2 separate regions of the Anser cygnoides genome follow, and region 1 is linked to region 2. Evidence: chromatin contacts called from public Hi-C data. All regions are on one chromosome and are shown on one strand. Each heading gives the region's core, a stretch centred on a gene start, on an enhancer-like site or on the middle of the called end of the contact. The rest is flanking DNA. Distances are from core to core; before and after follow the strand shown. Region 1 holds the start of RADX (RPA1 related single stranded DNA binding protein, X-linked). Region 2 overlaps IL1RAPL2 (interleukin 1 receptor accessory protein like 2).

The links. Hi-C and Micro-C count contacts between places; a contact is called where the count stands out from the background.
Region 1: a contact with region 2 is called in a Hi-C map of granulosa cells, with 2.5 times the contacts expected there. The contact joins the promoter of RADX here to the enhancer-like site in region 2. A contact is called at or near these places in 3 of 7 Hi-C or Micro-C datasets (granulosa cells and liver).

Annotation. Positions count from the first base shown.
Region 1 is chr13:7,984,302-7,991,816 of Taihu_goose_T2T_genome, reverse strand. It overlaps RADX (RPA1 related single stranded DNA binding protein, X-linked), which reads right to left and starts at 6,151. Exons shown (of 15, transcript XM_013183631.3): 1 at 5,417-6,151; 2 at 4,911-5,053; 3 at 2,911-3,103. The coding sequence starts at 6,011. LOC136791869 (a long non-coding RNA gene) reads left to right here and starts at 5,707. Exons shown (of 2, transcript XR_010834816.1): 1 at 5,707-5,831.
Region 2 is chr13:7,854,334-7,861,744 of Taihu_goose_T2T_genome, reverse strand. IL1RAPL2 (interleukin 1 receptor accessory protein like 2) reads right to left here. Exons shown (of 30, transcript XM_048075288.2): 29 at 4,067-4,237. Among named protein-coding and RNA genes, the nearest start is that of NRK, 21 kb to the left of the region's middle. Within about 2 kb of position 1,669, at least 1 of the 3 cell types and tissues checked has open chromatin away from gene starts, as enhancers often do.

The DNA.
Region 1 (7,515 bases), core at 4,902-7,401, 130 kb before region 2:
TTAGTCTGTTCCAGATAGGTATTTTAAAAAACAGCAAAAGAAATTAATACGATACTGCTAGACTATGAAATATTTGTTCACTCTTTGTTCTCAAGTGTCACTACAATCTAAAATTGATTTGCAGACAATGAAGAAAGACAGAAGACAGAACCAGCAGATGAGAACTTCCGTGTATGACACCAGTTCAGGCAGTTATAAATAAGACAGAAACGATGACGTGGCCATGCAAGAAGACAGAAGGTCTTTGCATTTCTATATCATAACCCCTGAAAACTTTAATTTATTAAGCAAAGTGTTGAGATGCTATTTAGCATCTCAAACATGGTAGAGTACTGGGGGGCAGAGGGTTGCAACCAGCTAAAGATACAGAAGGAATGGCTTCAGCATATAGAATGTTCTAAGTGGTACTCTATTGTCTCTCTCACAACAAGACAAAACTTGCTGTTATGAAAAAGACTGTTCTGATCCAGTTTGCACAAGATACTTGGGCTCAGGTAAGGGATTAGTTGAATAATGCACCCAGAAAAGTAATTGCTAAGAATAAATAACCTATACAGTTGTTTACCTATCAGGACCTTCCCCCTCGTGGTGTGACACCAGGAAGGCATTATACGTAAAACCAGACCTGCTTAAGAATTTTCTTCAGGCTGCTACTTGCTAGAAGTGTATTTGGAGGACTAATGTGGTTTTGCACGTGGTGTTTTCAGGCAGTATTTGTGAGAAAATTTCTGAAAACATACCACTCCTTTCTAGCCATCAAAACTATTCATCAAATTTAAAAATTTTTGGTCATTTTGAGATTAGATGAAAGCCATATACTCAGCCAAAGATTATACACTGGGATTACTCAGAACTGAAAGTCAGTCTGGGCTATTTGAAACAGCTGTTTTCATCAGTACCACATAAATTCAGTGATGTGAGACGTACACATTGCCCAGAGGTGGAATTCAAGATGATGGTACTAAGTATTTAAGCTTTACAAGTTTTAGGTTATAGAACAGCACCTCTTAGCATGTCATACAACACTGCAAATGAAACAAGTGGGCAACACAGAACTCGCTTCACAGAAAACCAGACGTATGCCAGAAGCATACCATCTTGTAGAACTCTTAATTTTCAAAGCCCCTTCCCTTGTACACTAACGAACTCTAGCTTTGTTAACCCCCCTAGCCCCCTAACCATTTAAAAACATTTACAGGTGAATGGTCATAAGGAACACTGGAAAGGTGGTATGATTGAATTACAAATTGGAACTGATTATGAAAACAAAGTAATTGTTACTTGAGCAATCCATAACTGAATCCTTTAACTAGCTATCTGAAGAATTTTTGGAACACCCATTGTGCATGCTTTAAAAATTGAAATACAGAGATTTTTATGTTGAGTAGTTAGTGAGGCACTACATTTCACGTATGTTGACATCTGAACAACAACGGATCATGCTCCAAGAGCTGCATAAAATCAACTGTAACTGCTCTAGGAAATTTTCTAGATGTTATTCTTTCCACACTCTCCTCTTGTAGGATATATGGACTCAAGATCTACCACCACAGGGCCCAATATGCTTTATAAGTTCATATTGAAACAAAATTCTGAGCTTTGAGCTAAGAAATAAGATACTGCACATACATGCTGCTATGAACCAAAGATTTATCTGTGGTCTGAAAGTACTCTGTGGCACCTTACTACAGACTGGTTAAGTTTCCCATTAGATACTATCATTTATGGGCCATCGGTCTCATTTTCTATTTTGATCTCTCCATCAACATTTCTACACCACTAATACTTGCAGAAATCAGTAGTGTAGTGTGAATGAAGCCATTAGGATTGAAGTCGTTTACCCATAGGGAAAGTCACCTCAGGGTGTACGTTACTCTGTTCTCTTCCCATAGAAAGGTTTTGCAGCAATTATGATCGCTTGAGGGCTTGTTTATAAACATCATCAGCTCCCCTCCCAAACTTCCCTTCCCAGCTGAACATTTCTCTCTCCTGTCAACTCATCACAAACGCTCCACACATTAAGATCTGATTTTAAGGTGAAGATACATTAGACAGAGAATACACTGCTTCTAGCAGTGAAAATATTGTTTATTTTCATGCACTGTAGCAACTGCATTAGGAAACTGTCATTGTTAATAAGTTATACATGCATCATCCATCACAAACACATATTTGCTTGTTTCAAGGCAGTTGTTCGTATTTTCTGAATGTTAGCTGTTGTTTTGTTCTGAACATAAGCATATAAGGGGAAAAAAACCTCATGTTCAGTGAAGTGGGAGAGAAAAAAAACAACTGTAGACCAAATCTAGTTTGAAAAGGCTATTACTGTTCTATTGCACCACTTGTATTCCTGTGGCACAGCTCCCTTGAATAGCTGTCAAACAACAGCAAGTAAGAAAACGCTTTCTCACAGTCAAGGAATATTCTTCAAATATGAACTCCCATGGTGCTGCTGTTTCAGTACAGACAGCAGTCACCAATGCAAATTTTTACTCAGTGGAGTTTTGCAGATACACCAGGGCCTGACCACACTAAAGCCTACAGTCAGAGCAGGTGACTATGTGCTTCAACGACCTGGAAGCATGTGCAAACAGTGCACAAAGGGTATCTGTTTTACTTATCAGGAAGAAGCAGAATCAGATTAAAATTCAGTACCAGAGGCCCAGCATTATGAACTCAATACTTGAAATCAGAGATTTTTATCTTTATTTTTTTTAAATAAAGGTTTTATCTAATTGTGGCAAAAAACTTCATAAACGTGATTCAAATATAAACAGGGAAGAATAAGTTATTACAGATATATATCACATCATTCAGTCTTGGCAACGGATCACTTGCTGTTTTACTTTCTATTTCCCCTTTTTACAGCTCTATTTCACTGAATCAAAACAGATTTCTGCAATACTTAACCAATTGTAGCAAATCTCTTCATCTGTGAATCTCCCGGGGTTGGCTTTGTTTTAAATGGATAACTGTTTTTGATAGCATACTGTTCAAGAAGTAGTACCGTGCCAACCTTCATACTGTTATACCATTCGGGACATAACGAATTCCACAAAACCATCGACATCATGCCTGAGCTATCAGCAACTTCAAAGTAAGCCTAAAAAAAAAGGAGACAAAAATACATTTATCTTTTATCATCATCCTTTTTTTTCTTTAAATAATACACCAGCTACTTGACTCATGAATGACTTCACTTATTACAAATGGATCCAAATTATGTTCCAAAACTTGTACTGAACGCTGGCATTGAAGAAATCCCCAGTTTCCAGAGAAAAAATCATCCACAACTCCGCCAGCCCAAACTCTTATCCTTCCACTGCTCAGTAACAGTAGGTGATGCCAGTTTCACTCTGTGCTTTTTTGGAGGAGGTTTGGGAAATACTGTCCACAAGAATCAATGGGGAAAAGAGTCTTCCTTATCAGATAGAATGCAGTATTTAGAATAATACTTCAAAATGTCTCCATGGAAAGTTGAGAAGCTGCATTTTCATTGGGTCACATTCATGACAAAAACATGATACAAGACTATTTTCAAGCTGAAAAAACACATAGAAGATCTGCATTGCAAACCACCATCTTTTCACTGAAATTGTACTTATGACAAAGACTTCTACCTACTTTTCTTAAATGGGAAAGCTTTGAATCCATAACTGAACAGATCACTGAGCGGTAAGAAGTTGTTTTTTGTGTTTTTTTTTTTTTTTTTTTTTAAACAGTCTTATAACGAATGGTCTTACGAGGTAGAAATCCACCAAAACAAACGTCAGTCAGTAGACTGTCTACTAAGAATCATCTCCAGTAAAAGACCCAGATTCATCTTTGTGTGAAAGGGAATGGAAACGTGGAACAAGAGGCGAACGTGGCCTTTCATTAACAAGTTCCATACCCCTCTGTCCCCATGGAAGAAATAGGAGTTATCCGACCTGTTTGTGAAATGTTGCCCTCCAGTAAGCGGTCTGACTGGGATGGAGTTAATTTTCTTCAGAGCAGCCTGCATGGTGCTGTGTTTCAGGTCTGTGACTAAAACAGCACTGATAACACACTAGTGTTTCAGCTACTGCTGGCCTTTCTGTGTCTCCCGTACAGCAAGTAAGCAAGGGGTGGCCAGGAGGCCGGCAGGTGGTACTGCCGAGACAGCTGACCTGGTCTGACCTACACATTGTTTCACGCCACATAACATCGTGCTCAGCAATGAAACTGGGGGACAGTCTTTCCCAAGTACCTGTTGCTCTGAGACTGGTCAGACATCAGTCTGCCTTTGCATCACTTTTTTGGTTTTCCCCCTTCTTCCCTTCAGTTTTAATCAAACTGTTTTTATCTCAGCACACGAGTTTTTCCTTGCTTTTGCTCTTCCAATGTTCTCCCCAACACCCCTCTAAGGGCAGAAGAAATAAGCGAGCAGCTGATGGGTGCACCTGTGAACAATCAAACACACCTGCAGTGTCCATTTCCAAGAAGCACTACATAAAATATCGCGAAAAGCTCAACATATTAGGAAGACCAGCAAGAGTTTTACAAAAAAAAATTTATCTGGAAGTCATCTGGTGCAAAAATTAAGGGACAAAAAATTATTAGTATTATTTTTGGGGGGTACAAGACAGACTAACTCCAACTTCCAAAGCATACAGACCAGAAAACAGTCTTTTAAGCAAATATTCTGTCTTTTCACAGAGAAATCTCAACTGGACTATAGTAACTGAAACACATCTACTAATGTTTGTATGTACTACCAGCAACTCCACCATTTCCATACGTGGAAGGGCCTAGCATTTTTATGAAGCATTTTTAATATAAAGTTATCTACAACATAAGTGTTAATGTGTTTACTACATGGGAACAGTAACTTCCAAATATCCTATAACATTTGTTCAAGAGCACTAACTTACAGCCTTATGCCTCCTTACCTGATACGGCACATCCATTTTTTTCTCTGGCTTCCCGTAGTACCTTAGCCTAGACTTGTGCAGCACTCTGACAAGCAGCGGATGGAAGTGAACTCTGCTTCTCCATGTCATTTCCAGCTGACCAAGAGAAGTCAGCTTAGAGACTGATGTTAAAGAGGAGAGAAAGAAGAGTGGACATTTCAAGGGTTTTCAGTTGTAAAGTGCACAGAGTAAGATTACACATATTTCAAGAGGTTTATTTGCTAACACCACGAAACCTGGTCCTGCGCCACCTGTGTATAATTGGGTGATTGATGTTTATATGGACTGTAAGGAGAGGGACACGTGCAGGAGGACACAGAGCGCTATCCATCAGCAGGACACCCACCTCGAGAGCAGCTGGCGTTCCGGGGGCACCCCCCTGACGGGCAGACCCCTCAAATCCCCCACCCGACCGCACACCCCCTCAGCACCCCACCCAGAGGAGCTCCGCACCCACCACCCCGTCCCCCCAGTCGCCCATTTACCATCAACGTCCACCTTCTCCGGCGGCTTCTCGGCCTCCCAGGCGTCCCCGTAGGGATCCTCGTTGTTCCAGAGCGGCAGGTAGTGCTTCCTCTCGCCGCGCAGGGGCGGGCAGCGCGGCGCTGAGGCGACGGCCACGGGGACGGCGGGCGGCTCCCCGGCCACCCGCTCGACGCCCTCCAGGCAGGGGAAGCCGTAGCGGAGGCGCCGCTCGTCGTAGAGGTAGGAGCAGCGCGTGAGGCGCAGGCGGTCGCCGGCCCGCAGGTGGCCGCGCTGCACCAGGCCGTTGAGGCTCGGAGCCAGGTGGCAGCGCTCCTGCCGGGAGCCGTCCGCCAGGGTCACGTCGTACCAGTACTGCGGGGGCACGGCGGCGGCGGGGCACGGCGGCGGCGGGGCGGACGGCGGAGCCTCGGCCAGGTACCGCTCCACCGCCACCACGGTCAACGGCGGCGTCTCTGCGGGGGAGGCGCTGAGGAGGGAGGCGCCGCGCGCCGCCTCTAAGACCCCGAGCAGCCACGAAGCCTCCCCGCCGCCGCCTGGGGAGGTGGGAGTGCTGTTGTCGGTAGGGTCGGGCGGATCCGGGCCGGGTTCCTGCATGACAGCTTCCTCGCGGCTCCTCCCGCCGGGGAGAGTGGCGGGAGGAGGCGGCGAAGGCGGCGGCGAGGGACGGCGGCGATGGCGGGCGGCCTGCTGCTGCTGTCAGGGGCTGAGCCGCGGCGCCGCCATGGCGCGGCCGGGGGCGGGGCTGCTGCGCGCGCGCGTTCCAGTCAGAGCGCCCAACGGTCGCGGTAACGGGGCGGGGGGGGGGACGGTGACAGGAAGGCGGCCCGCCTGGACCCGCCCGGGGCTGTGTCCCCCGGCTCCTGCAGCCCCCCCTGGTGACAAACGGGGTGCCTGCTCGGCGCCGGCACGCTGAGGGGGCTCCCTGAGGCACCTGCTCCCCCGCTCGGTTTTCTTTGAGGGATTGACCGCGCGCCTAACGGTGCCCCTGTGCCCTCAGGGTGATAACCCCTGAATGGTGTTTGTCTTCTTGGTCGTTGTGGCGTGTTGGCAATCATAGCCCCCGATGCTTTAAATTGCTCATATCTGCCGCCGCTGCTGTTCCCAGCAGCGGGGGATGAGTTAACATCCAGCTGGAGGAGCTGCTTTTGGTGGTCCCCAAGCATGCAGCCTTACTTTTTTACTATTGACTTTCATCCCTCTGCCACCATCAAGGAGATTCTGTTACCCTTTATGATCCCGTGATCACTTCCAATATTAATTGAAGTTCTGGGGATCAAGGATTTTGTATTTAACACTTTATTAAATTACTATTATTATATTACTTGATACATTAGCATTTGCTAATACATAAATATATATAGCAATATATATATAGCTATTAGCACTTGAACCTATTATATTAGAACCTAATAGGCTATAAAGCCTACATAAAGCCAAGCTCCCCTGCTCAGCAGGACAGAGCAGGAAGGCAAGGTAAGTAAGGATAAAAGGGCCAGAAGAGAATCACAGAATCATTAAAGTTGGAAAAGACCTCCAAGATAGCTGGTCCAACTGTCCCCCTACTACCAATGTCACCCACTAAAAGAAGAGAAGCTGTGCCCAGTACTTACCATGGCACCACTCCCGATAACTTTTAGAAATCCAGAAGACCAAAGTGGGGCTCCAGCCTAGGCCGTGCTGTTTCAAATGCTGGGCCAAAAGCAGTTCTCGGTGAATGACTGTATTCTCAGGCTGCTGCCTTTGCCATAGGGAAATGGGAAAAGCTGTTTAAAACCATTTAAAACAGACCAAAAAATTCAGACATTGGGGTATAAAAACAAATCTTTACTGGCCTTTGGACTGCCCTAGTAGTTGGATGAATTTATGGATTTGATGTAATAGTGCACTCCTTATTGAGGAAAACTGATATTAGTCATTCTTGCTATCTATGTTGAAGCCAGAGTATTGAGTAAAACTTTAACGGTTGTTGGTTTTTTGTTTCGTTTTCCCCTGTAAACACACATTCTGTTGTGTGGACTGATAAAGTGGCATTTGTGATTTAAGAAGTGATCGCAACCCAAACACCTTTTTAGTGAGATCACACAGGATATGATTTCAC
Region 2 (7,411 bases), core at 420-2,919:
TGCAGATGGGCAGACAAAACTACAAACTGCCAGAAATTCAATATTGACTGTTGGGTGCTTTTTATTGGATGCCTGAGGTGCTCTCCTGTCATGCTGCTAACCTCTTATTTCCCAGGTAAAAGCAAAGATTTTTATTCTATTAGTGTTGTTCTTTTCAGTGCCTGATCTCTACACCCTGGGCTGAGCTGGAGTGAATTGCTGGTGTATTTTCAATCCTGTCAAGATCAAATGCACATATGCTTAGAGAGCAACTAGATGATGTTCTAATAGATTAGTATTGCTGGTATTAAAAATACAAATAGACAGTCTTGATCTCTTCACTTTCAGAGTTTAAAATAATTTGTAGAAGCCACTGGAGAAAAATATCTTCCTCTGATGTAGACCCAATTTTAGAAGAATCAAGTGCAAATATATCATTCTCTCTGTAGAAACATCTTTAGTGAGACAGAAAATGTCTCGGATAAAAATGTAAGTATTTCTACTTTTTCCTCTCAGCTCTTCAATTTCCTCAGGTCTCCTAACACTGAATTAAAAAGCTCATAGGATTTGAGAGTCTGGTTGGCTGTGGAAAAGGGTTTGTTCAAAAAAGGTCTTGAAAAGTAATAGGGTGGAAAAAATAATAATGGTTAAGAAGAATTAAGGATCACTGTCTCCTTATACAGGCTGACATGTTCACTGGCGCCTTAGGTGCCTAGGCAGAGAGGTATACGTCCTGTCAGCTTTGAGGGAATGAAGAATGCTCTCTGTGTCATTACCAAAAGATACTCTTTAAGAAAGAATAGCTGGAATTAAAGTCAAACTCAGTCTTGCTGCTTACACAGCACACCACATGTTGCGTCTTGCTGCCCTGTCACCCCTCCGGCCTGCACGGCTGCGTGGGCTTCTGTGTGAGGGAGAGGAGCAGAGGAGCAGTGGCTGCTTGAGCCCCGTTTCCACCTCACCAGTTCAGGGCTGGGTCCCCTCATGCTGCTTTCAGGCGACACCAAGAGTCTCCACAAAGGTCCTTGCTGGCTGCTGCGAAGTGGGCATCACCGAGGCCCTCAGTGCCCTTCCTGAGGGATCTCCCACTAGGACAAAATGCTCCACTGGGATAGTAATTGTATTCCGGCTTTGCGGGGCACAGAAACCAACGCTTCCTGCAAATGTGACTCAGGCTCATCTAACCTGGACTCCTGAGGCCAGGAATCTGCTTTCCAAAGCTATGGCCTTGGCCTCCGCAGCCATCATCTCTGTCCTCCAAGGGCTGGCAACATCTGTTCCACACGGCTCCTTCAGACAGCCAGTCCTCAGCGCAGAGCCAAAGCGCGGAGCTGGGATATGAGGTGGGGACACTGCCAGGGTCCCCCTTTCAGCAGAGGAGCTCTGCTGGGTGAGCAAACCCCTGCTCAGGTGCATCTGGCTCGAACCTCTCCCTCGGCTGCAGAGGGGCATGCGGAGCCTATCCCAGCTTTTCCCTAGAGGTGAATCACCTGGCAAAATCATAATCAAAATTGTCCTGAACTTTTCTGAAGCCAGCTTTTCAAGTTCGTTCAGAGAAGTATCCAAGGAAGACAAATGAAATACTATTTAACATATCTATTTTTTGCTTGCTCTCAAACCCAAACAGCAGCTGTGTTACTACATGCCGGGAAGCAAGCGCAATAATGCACACCCTCCTGTGGCAGCACCTTAAAACTGCAGAGATTATGTGAAACAACCAGACTTAGAAAACACCCCAGATTTGCTGGAATCACACATTTAAGTACATGGGAAAAGATACAGAAGGCAACATCAGCATGGAGAGCGGGAAAGCATTATATCACACAAAGTCATTTACACCAAAAGACAAGGAAATGCGGTACACGTGAGAAGAAATATTTCCTGAAATCAAAAAGGATAACTGTGACCAAAACCCCATTCTTCTATAGGAATCTGCCCTGAAAAGCCATATATTTTGTCACATCTGCCACTTTTTGTGACAGTCACTCTAGAATATATTTGGTTTGCCTCTGAAATTTCTAGCAGGTTGATAGCACATCATGCTGCCTGCTCTCCTCACTACACACTGCAAGTCCTTGTAAGACTGGTGAGCATTGCACAAATGACAGAAACAGCCACGTTCCCTTCTCCTCTGCACACCAACAGCTTGCAAATACAGGAGGCTGAGCCTTTCCTCCTGCCCCATCACCTCTCCCTCTCTCTTGTCCCCCTCAAAATCAAGTGCCACCCCCCCCATATATTTTTCAAAGCTGGAGCATGCAAATCACGCTCATTTCAGATCCGTATTTTATTCTGTATTGTCATTATGTCTGATTAAGCGTTCTTGAAGCTCCATATGTTAGAATCAGGCCCTTTCATAACACTGAAGAAGTGAGTTTGAGAGGAAAAAAGAAGTATTAAGTCTGTGAATGCTCATAAATGAGAACTGACATTTTCAGGTACCCTACATTTTCAGGAGAGGTTTAATGAATACCCAAAGTGATGACAAGTATTTGCTGAGTGTCTGACTGACAAAAATAGACAAAAATAAAATACCATGCTGGCTGGTATAGCAATTGGAAAGAAGGCTCTCATTTCAGATTAATCTGTGCGTATAGTTATTGGTGAAAGGCCAGATTTAAACTCCAATTCACTTGTATAATTGCAATGTATAACTGCTATATGGTTGGATATGAAACAACTATTTACTACAGTCCTGTGATTTTTAACACAGAAAGGCATTTTCTCTTATTATCTAATAATTCAGTACCGCTTGCTTGGGCTGTCAGAAATAAAAAGGCTATAAGCCAAGTCCCCCTTCTGGAATATCTTTCAGGGGACTAACAGAGTAAAACTCACTCCTCGCGGGGGCAAAGCACAAAGGAATAAAGGAAGCAGCCCTGGCCTAGGAGCTGCAAATGCACATGATCAGTTCAAGCCACTACAGGGGGCTTTGCAGGATCTCTGCCTAGGCTCTGACTCCTCTCTCCCAGTGGGACTGGAGTCAGAGCTCTGCTTCCAGCTCCCTCAAATAGCAAAGAAACAGGCTTCAACTTCTGGGGCAGGCACTGGGTTTGGCAGCAGCAAGGCAGCAGTTTCAAGTCTTTGGCAGGCAGGCTGCTAATGCAGTCATGTTCTAGCTGTTTCATGTTTGGGGACATCTGCTCCAGTACAGTCATTGCTTTGTTTTCTTGTTCCTATTTCCTATCCAGTAGCATATACAGAAATAAGTTCATACTCTCTTTTAGCATTTTTCATGAAAATGATTTGTAGCAGACAGAATTAGTGAAAAAAAAAAGCATGTTTTTCACATGGGTAACATTTCAAATAAATACGATATTAAAGCAAACATATTGTGCCATTCATTGACGTGATTCATGGTCTTTTTGACTTGTCCAGAAATGAATTTGGAAGAAGAGATGCCATAACCACAGCTCAGAAAGCATTAACTGTTGGTACAGACATCCAGAGGTGCTGCTGAATCTTCAGACACAGCAGCAAAATTGATTTGAAACGGACAGCTGTATTTTACCATCAGCATGGAAGACAGCATCAGATCACAGGACTGTACACAGTCCCCTGAAGAATTAGTATTACTTACACAATACCGATACTGCTCAGAAATGCAACACTTGGTCAAAACCCTAATGAAAAACTGCACGTTTGCCATTAATTGGAAAATTAATGTAGCTATTTATAAGGCTTCAAAGTTAGGGAAAAAAGACACAGACAAAAAAGTAATTACTAAAAAAAAATCCCATTTTCAATAATAAAACAGAAACCACAAATCTTTTTTGGAACTTTCATTTTTAGCTCCTTGTATCTGACACAGAGATTTTATATTACACTATTGCTTGCAGCACTGCTGCCTCCCCCGTTGAAAGGTCCAGCTTCTGCCTCCACTGAAATCAATAGCAGCTCCCCCTCTGGTTTCAGTGGTGCAGGAACAAACTCTAACCTAGAGCTCAAATCTGCAGCAGTGAGGAAACTTAGCCGCTCCGACAACCACTTCACAAGGATGGGCTTTCCCTGTCTAGTATTTATTGCACAGTCCAGGCCTTCACAGCACATCGGAGAGAATTAAAACTCAAAGGTCAGAAATACTTACTTCCGCTAGGAATCAGGTCCCTATCTGGAATGAAGAGCTTATATCCATAGTGCTTTTCGAGAACGTCTGGCAGGATTTCCAGTGCAAAGTGCTCCTCTTCGTTATTATCACAATCTAATGCATCGGGATCCACTTTGGTGTATGAAAGATAAGCGTCATATTCCTTGTTGTCTGTAAGGAAACAAGTTCACGTTCAGCCTGACGTTTGCAAAAGCACTGTAAAGAGCATAGGACAGTTCTAGAAAACTGTATTATTCCTAGAAATGATCACGCCAACAAAACTGGTACTTTTCATAGGAACATATAACCTGGCTTTTACAGAGAAATTAGCTGGCTGGCAAGTCTGCCTCATGTGGTCAGTGTACGCACTTCATATCTGAAAAGATCTTGGGAAAAATTCAAATACAAATATTAATGCTGGAACTTCTTATTTTAATCCTTTCTCTGGTGCTAATGGAAATCTTTCTTTCAACTCCTGTGCCTCAAGAGCGCTATGGTTATGGGCAAGTTTTGAGCTCTCACTCAAAGGAGAACTTCCTTTCACAAATAAATGTGACAAATGCACAACTTAAACTCGAATACTGATTATACAGAAAACAGTGACAAATGTGAACAGTTCAAAGCATTCTTTCAGAAAATCTTCCAAATTTTAAAGCCAATATCATAACTTTAGAGGTCATTTGATCCAGGACATTTTACATACCTGGGGCTCACCTTATCAGACCTAGAAATAACTCCAAGAGCAAGTGTGGAGCAGGGAGAGACTTTCTCCTGCACTAGGATGCCTGCAGCTCAGGGTGGAAGCCTCAGGGCTTCATCGAAAAGTGGGTGACAGAGGGGACCCCAGAAAATGCCTTATGAGGAAAGCTGGGCTGTGACACAGAGGTCTGGCAACCCAATTCCTTGCTCCTCCTGCACAGCACCGGGGCTAGACTCCAGCTCTCTGCATCCAACACACAGAGCTGCGAGCTGGCAAGCGTGCCGGGAACAGAAGTGGCACCGCTATCGAGCTTGAGATCCATGCTGTGATCAGGCTGTCTTAGTGACATTTCTCTTTGTTATTCCTCTGCAGTAATGGAAAAAAGTGTATTGAAAAAGTCAACCTTCAGCAATTTAGTCTCCAGGGAAGAGCACAGCTGCCATTATTTACAGAAATGAAAAATCAAATAGTTAATGTTGTGAGGACAAAACTGCATGAATGGGGGATTGCTGAGTACCAATTATCTGTGAAGAACTGTGCACATGAAAGATAATGGAAGCAGTTAAAACTCATCAATACATTCCAATAAAAAGAAAAAATAGCTAATCATAATACAACACGTTCTTCAATGACCTTGGAACGATGGTTGCTTTCTTATAATTCTTGACATAAAGCCAGACCCATGAGGGTCAGAGCCACAGACAAAGCATGTGAATAATTGTCTGTAAAAGGCAATTTGCCTGGTGTCACCGGAGCTGTATGGGAGGAGGTTCACCTGGTGTGCTGGCACTTCTCTGAAATCGGCAGCTCACAGATATAGCAGTGACTGATGGAAAGTTGACAGAAGAACTAACAGCAAAGAAATGAAGGCCAGTTGGCTTTGGAGACATGTCCAAAACCTGCTATCTTGTCCGTAATGAAGCTTGTTGAAACCTTTTAAGAGAAGCCAACTACCGCGGGATTCGGGAGACAAACGTCCCTGGAAACATCTGAGAGCTCTGTAAAGGTAGCAGAGCAAACCCCCGAGCACTGATGTGCTTGGTTACAAAGCAGCACGAAAGCTGTGCGCTTAGAGAGGAAGCCAGGGACTGGGAACAGCGTGAACCCAGTCCCTGAGCTGAGTCCTGTCCCTTCCAGCTGCCTGGGTACCAATGCCCTCTCCAGTCTCCTCTATCCACAATGCAAGCAAGCAAAAGAGAGACAGAAGCAGCTCCCCCAGGGCTCCCGTGAGTCCATATGCTTGTGCTACATCTCTGCAGTCTCAGCTGCCTCTTCACAAGCCTCACATTTACGGGATGTTAACAGAAGGACCTAGCCATGCTCACCCACTGCTTGCTCTGTGTGCTTTGGATGCAGCACTGCTGGGGGCTATTTCGTAAATGGCTTCCGTTAATCTTCAGTGCTGCTGAAATGTTTTGTCTAAAAGCAATGCTATGTACAACACAGGAAGTGAATGCATCCAACACTGCTTACATAGGGTATTTTTAACAATTGGATGAAGCAAATCTTTTCGGTTCCAAATCTTTTACTTTAAAGAAATACACGCATAAAATGGGATACGATCCTGCAATTGCATATATGCAGCTGGCTTCTCACAGGACCTCTACGTGTTCGCTGTATAGCCTACAGAAGTAGGAAGAAACACACTTCTATACACTGTGACTTCAGTAACATTCTGCCTCCATTTCTCACTCGGCAGGATCAGAATGAGATACAAGGCTGCAATAGCTCTAAAATCACGCACTGGAAAAACAAGAGGTTGATTTCTGAATTGTCACGCACACAGAATCCTCTAAGTACTCGTAGGGTCTCTTCTAAACAACTTCAAAATGTTTCATAAATTAAAAAGTAACTGAACAATGAAGTTGCATTAATAAAAATGCAGCAGCTTCACATTGAAAACACGAGCTAAACAAATGAAAGCAATCTGGAGGAAAGTTACCACTTCACGTCACTTTTGTTGGTGCAAGCCAAGGAAATCACGTTGGTATAATCCCAAGGTACTAGAAGTAAATTACCTCTAAAATCACAAAATCTTACCCTTCACTTTCTCCTACGTATTAGAATAAACATTGTCCAGTATTGTACAGTGTGAGAAAAACATAATTATAGGTTTTCCCACTTACACAAAGACTGAGAGAAGTTTCCTGACCTCTGTTCCTGCTATTTAACATTCCACATTCTATAACCCCTTGGATATCATTCCACCCATCCTCCAAAACTCCTATGGATTTCTTTGCAGCCAAACCTTTTCACACTTCATTTACCCAGTGCTTAACAGAAAACAATTATTTTGATAATGGCGAGGCTAGCTGCAGAAAGCAACACGTCTGTACAACTGCCCATTGTTTTTGCACAATGGGGGAAATGCGTTCCCTGCTCCTTTTGCAAATGTTATTGTTTTCATTTCAGACTGCCTATGTGACGCTTAAGTGTTGAAGTAGGCTATGAGAAGTACCTTTACTTGAATACTGTGCTTTAGATCTTCAGCAGATACTAGTTATACGCACGTTAATAGTATATTAACTATGCTATAATATAATATGCTATAATTCACTAATAGGATTTAAAGCATTTGGATTTAGTTCACCAGGGCTTATTCCAGCTTCACAGGAGAAGGAACATTCTATGTTCAGGGAAATTAA